Regions from separate parts of the Gossypium hirsutum genome. Here region 2 is linked to region 1. The links are chromatin contacts, called in public Hi-C maps. All regions are on one chromosome and are shown on one strand. The core of a region is the stretch at or near the end of the contact, and the rest is flanking DNA. Distances in the headings are between cores, read along the strand shown. Region 1 has its middle 21 kb from the start of LOC107945744. Region 2 holds the start of LOC107945472 (trihelix transcription factor DF1).

Region 1 (2,700 bases), core at 155-2,654:
CTAACCTGGACCAATAATGATATCTAATTAAACTATGTGACATGATCACATTTCACAAATGATCATGTCAATCTTATTTTTAATACTATTCATTTAATTCACTTATGATATATCGATAAGAATTTATTTTATCAACAATTTATTTCTTTATGATTATCTAAATAAACACTATTCACATATTGCTCATTTATACTCAAGCTCATTTATAGTTTTCAATGTAATCAAAATCTTAAGTAATTGAAAATAGCATTTCAAAAAAAATCAAATGGATAATGAGCATATGTGCTACAATGGTCTCAACATTTCAAGATTACTATCCAATGATCTTACCTTGTTGGATATACAATATCTTCATTACCACGGTGGTTCGCTCAATTCTATTTTAGAGAATATGATAGCCTTAAATGATAATGATACTTGAGATTTAGTAAATCTGATTACAAGAAAGAAAGCAATATCTTGTAAATAGGTGCTTATGGTTAAAGTAAATCCAAATGGATCAATAATTCATTTTAAAGACATCTTGTTTCTAAAGAGCATGATCAAACTTATGGTGCTTTTTACATAATGAACTTCAGGTGGAAGTTTATATAAAGTAACTACATGCATTTGTTGCTTAGGAAAAGTTTGTTGCCTAGGCAGATCGTATATGGTTAGAAACAATGTACTCACACTTGGTTAGGTAGGTTTAGTGAGACAAATCAAGAATGAGTCAAAGAATAGTAATTGCGATCATTTAGTGTTCTATAAATAGTTTGAGGTTGGTATAATATTGCTAGTTGTGTTATCATTAATTGGAAGTGATATTGCAAGCATTTGATCTTCAAAATATTTTCTTCACATCAATTTTAATCAGTCGGGGTTGCTAAAGTATTTGTTGGGTGTTGAAGTGACACAAACTAATAAAAGAATCTTTTTGTCTTAAAAAATATGTTCTTAATTTATTGACACAAAAGAAATTAGGAGCCACGCCATGTAGTGCACCAATACCAAGTGAAAAGTTGATGGTAAACCTTTTGAAGACCTGGAGTAGCTATAAAAAAAATAAGTGGAAAGTGAAATCATCTTACAAGAGCTCACTCATATATGCTCACCCTATTGATGTTTTAAGTTGGTCCATATTGTTTCCAACAATTAAATTATTAGGCAACTTTCGAATAAATTTGTGTTATTTAAAGAGAGATCTAAGACAGTCTATTCTATGGCAATCATGGCCACACCAATAATGTTTTTTCCGATGTTGATTATGCATTGTTCGAAATTGATAAACTAATAAGAATCATGGAATAGACAAAGTTGCTTGAGTTCAAATGGATAACTTTGGGCCAATAACTCGTACTATGGCTAAACAAATGCAATATGAAATTACATTATACTTGCAAAAATTTTTAGCCCAATTAGAGAAGCTTAAAGGAGATGAATCCAAGCCCACTGAAGTCAAGCCCAAGTTCATTTCATTTCTAGTTTGCAAGTGTATGGAAGTTTTCTAAGTGACCTTTGAATTTATTTAATAATGTGCTTTCATTAAATAAATTAGAATGCATGAATTAGGAAGTTAGTGCATGCACGAATGTACATTACTTGCAGATATTTAGTTAATTAGCTATCAATTCTCTAATTATGCATGTATGTAGGATTAAATAGATGTATTTGATCATTAATGTTTTCATAATAATGAAACATGATGTTGAATGTTCTAAATTTCAAATTTTAATTATTGCAATTCTTTCCACTCTTATCTCAGTAAGTTTCCTTGTTTAGTAGTGAGTAATCCTGATTCTTATTGCTATTTTTTTTTTAAATTCTCTTATCACTTTACCTTTTTTTTTTCTTTTTCTTTTCCTTTTTATTTTTATTTTTTGTTCTTTAAGAGTATGAAGAATCAACCTATTTGTTCTTGTTTGTGGCAAATTTTCTGTATCGACCAAGGCTACTAGGATTTCCTATTTGTTTCGAGATGCAGTTGTCTTGAAGCATTTTCTTCCGATGATTTATTAATCTGTGCAGATTGTGTTTTTGTTGGAGGGAACCTAATTTCATGGAGAAAAAAAACGTGTCTTGATCTAGTGTAAAATTAAATACAATGATATGACAATATCAATATGTGAGATAGTATGAATATACCAAGTACTGAGCCTTAACTTGGTTATGGGTGAAATTACAACTGTGATATCAGGCTCCCTTTCATATAGACTTCAATCTTATGTTTCATGAACAATATTACATATGTTCTTGTGTGTTATAAATTGGCAAAACTAGTTTTCATTTCATCTGAAAAAAATTCAATAAAAGTTTATGTCTACAAGATATGTCAAAATTGAAGATCAATTAGAGATATTTTCATAAAAACTCTAAACAAACTAATTATTACTGTAACAAGGTGAGCATGATTGACATCTGTACTCCCTGAGGACAAATATAATTTGACATATTTGTAGGATTAACTTTAGGGGTTTTTCTTTACTTTCTTTCCATTTCCTATCTTCTGCAACATGAATAAATACAATACAAGCAATTCTTCCTCACTTCTATGATTTACATTTACAAAACAAAACAAAATCCTCCTTTCGTCACTCTTGGCTTCCTAAATTTTAAGTATGTTTTCCCCTCTAAATCTTCATTCCCTTCAAACTTTAAGCCCCAGCTTATCATAAAACTACAGAACCCAACTCATGAATCTCCAGTAATTCACATTTTTGT
Region 2 (2,700 bases), core at 196-2,695, 560 kb before region 1:
TTAATATCTCCACTGGCAGGTGGAACCAAGGAAGGATGATGATCCAATGCTTCTAATTGCTCAAAAAACCTATAATTCTTGCCGTTTGATTTTCCAGACCGACCTTCTTTGGTTCTCCTATGGTATTTGTAAACATTCTCAAATTTCTCTTTACATTTTTTGGCACTTCTATTGTACCCGAGCTCAGCCAATTTCCTGATAAAGGAATCCCATTATTGCACCTCGAAATCAATTACTTTAACTTGACAATAATGTAATAAAAGTAAAAAAATTTAAAAGATTGTTAAGATTACTGAACTTCGAGAGTGTAATGGAAACAAAGTAGTTTTTAAAAAAAGACTTGTTTTTTACCCATAAAACGTTTTTACTGCATTTACAGTATAATTGAACTAGAAGGAAATCAATATCCCAAGCTAAGCAAAAACCCAAAATTTCCCCACTTTTTCAGTGGAGGACCCAACATTTTCCTACTTCAAAAATAATCAAACATGGTTGAGAAGAAAAGGAAAGGAAGGAAACCTGGAAACTTCTTCCCAGAGAGGAGCCTTGACACCAGAGTCTCTAAAAGCAACGTCCATTTCAGACCTTATCTTTAACAAAGCTAAAGTCTCCTGCCTTGGCCAACGGTTCCCTGAAAAATTCCCTTCACTCTCTTCATTTTTCACCTTAGCTTCCTCTTCATTCTCTAAGCTGACGTTGTCGCCGACTGTATTACTTTCTGGGAAACTTGAATTTTCCATCATCACGAATAGCAGTTCAGTAAAATAGTTTACAGCCCCAAAGCCCCCCCCCAAAAAAAAAAACTGTGAAATTTTAATTGGGGCTTCCTTGGAGATATGGAAAAAGTAAATATTTTAGAGTTGAAGGAAGGATTCTTTTTTTCTGTTTAAGGTGAAGTTTTTCTTTCCCTTCAGAATTCTACCATTTTATTGGGTTAAGTAGGTAAGAAAGGCAGAGGTGAATTAGGGTTTCTCTAGAAAAGATAAGATAAGATGGGGAGAAGAGTTGCTGCGGTGCATTGTGTGGGGCAAAAACCAAGCTGATTATTTTCCTTTGATATTTCCTAATTAATTTATTTCAGGCACAATAATTCAAATTTTAAATCCCACTCTAAACATTTTTATTTTACCATTCAATTAAATATTAAACTTTTTATAAATATATACTACATAATCCTATTTTCATTCATGTGTTTTATAATCTAATATTGTTTATAATTATATAAAATATGTTTTATAAATTTTATGTGATGATTTTTTTTATTTGTGATAGAATTATACTTCTTTCATTATATTATTATAAGTTTGAGTTTTTTATTATAAAATCACTTAAAACTATTCTTTTAAGAAAGTAATATTACTTTGTTTTAATTTAAATAGAATAATTGTTTTGAATAATACCGAGGCACAGTTATTAAAGAAGCTAAACAAAACGGTGCGCAATAAATAAAGATACCCATTAGCCTCGGTTTCCTGGGATAGGAGATAAAGAAAAGAAAAGGCAAAAACCAGGGTTTCAAAACTAAATACAAAAGAGTGTAAGGAAGCTCCAAATTGAAGCATGAAGGAGCCCTAGCTGAGGACGGAAAAACCTTAATCCGGCGCAACTGGGATCGGGCAGTCAGCCTTCACCACCAACACAGCCATATCAGGTACATCCTCTACCCAAAATCGGTCTTCATTGAAAGTAGATCTTGCTTTAGCTAGAATATGGGCCACCCGATTCGCGTTCCTATCAATAGATCTGAAAATTATTTTATCAAACATTCTAGCTCTTTGCTTAATTTCTTCAACATAAACCCCAATTGCAGATCTATCCCTACCCATCTCAGTAATACGCACAATAGTAGATCTTGAGTCCCCTTCAACCACTAAATTCTTGAAACCCATGTCAGTGGCAAATCGCAGACCATCCGAGGCAAGCAAGCATTTCAGCCATGAAAGGATCAGAGACAAAATTGTTCCGTACCATACCACTTCCCAAAACCTGGCCTTGGGCGTTCCTAACAACAAAACCAGAAGAAGACTGTCGGCTTTGGGCATGAAAAGCAGTATCAAAGTTAAGCTTGAGCATCGGATCCGTCGGGGGGGTCCAGCTTTGCTTCATCGTTATCCTTGCCTCGGGTAATTTCGCTCTGAACTCCTTGAGTTCACGAACAAGGCTGATAACTTTGGCACTAATTTCTAGTGCATGTTGTTGTTTCCCTTCCATGACATGTCTATTACGAGCATACCACAAACCCCAAATTGTAATGGCGATGGTAAAACAGGCGTGGTGTCACTCGATCTCATTAGGTGAGTAAACCAGCTCCAGTAGTCCTCATGGTTACCAGATAGAGTCCATTCAAGATTAACCTGTCTCCAAACTTCCTGTGCAGGGCCACACCGTGTGCTTATATGTAGCGGAGTCTCAGCTTCAATATTACAGCGGGGACACATAGGGGAAATAGCAAGTCTTCTATTGTAAAGTATAGATGCTGTAGGAATAAAATTGTGTATTATTCTCCAATTTGCTATCTTATTTTTGGGAGTGATTTGGAGAGACCAAATTTTTTTGTAAAAGTCAATATTACCTTGGGTAGAGTCTGTATAATCAGAGGCATAGGTTAACATTTGATAGCCACTCCTGACTGTGTAAAGTCATGTATGTTCTCCTTTCCAAACTGGCACATCATCGTCAACATATTCAGATAGTGGAATA

Evidence for each region. A called contact is a pair of places that touch in the nucleus more often than the background predicts.
Region 2: a contact with region 1 is called in a Hi-C map of leaf, with 4 times the contacts expected there. The contact joins the promoter of LOC107945472 here to the enhancer-like site in region 1. A contact is called at or near these places in 6 of 34 Hi-C or Micro-C datasets (leaf and seedling).

Annotation. Positions count from the first base shown.
Region 1 is chrD12:32,232,080-32,234,779 of Gossypium_hirsutum_v2.1, reverse strand. No RefSeq gene overlaps it. Among protein-coding and RNA genes, the nearest start is that of LOC107945744, 21 kb to the right of the region's middle. Within about 2 kb of position 1,404, at least 2 of the 9 cell types and tissues checked have an H3K27ac peak or open chromatin away from gene starts, as enhancers often do. A contact at or near this core is called in leaf, where this site is marked.
Region 2 is chrD12:32,792,074-32,794,773 of Gossypium_hirsutum_v2.1, reverse strand. It overlaps LOC107945472 (trihelix transcription factor DF1), which reads right to left and starts at 1,445. Exons shown (of 2, transcript XM_016879493.2): 1 at 520-1,445; 2 at 1-195. The coding sequence starts at 743.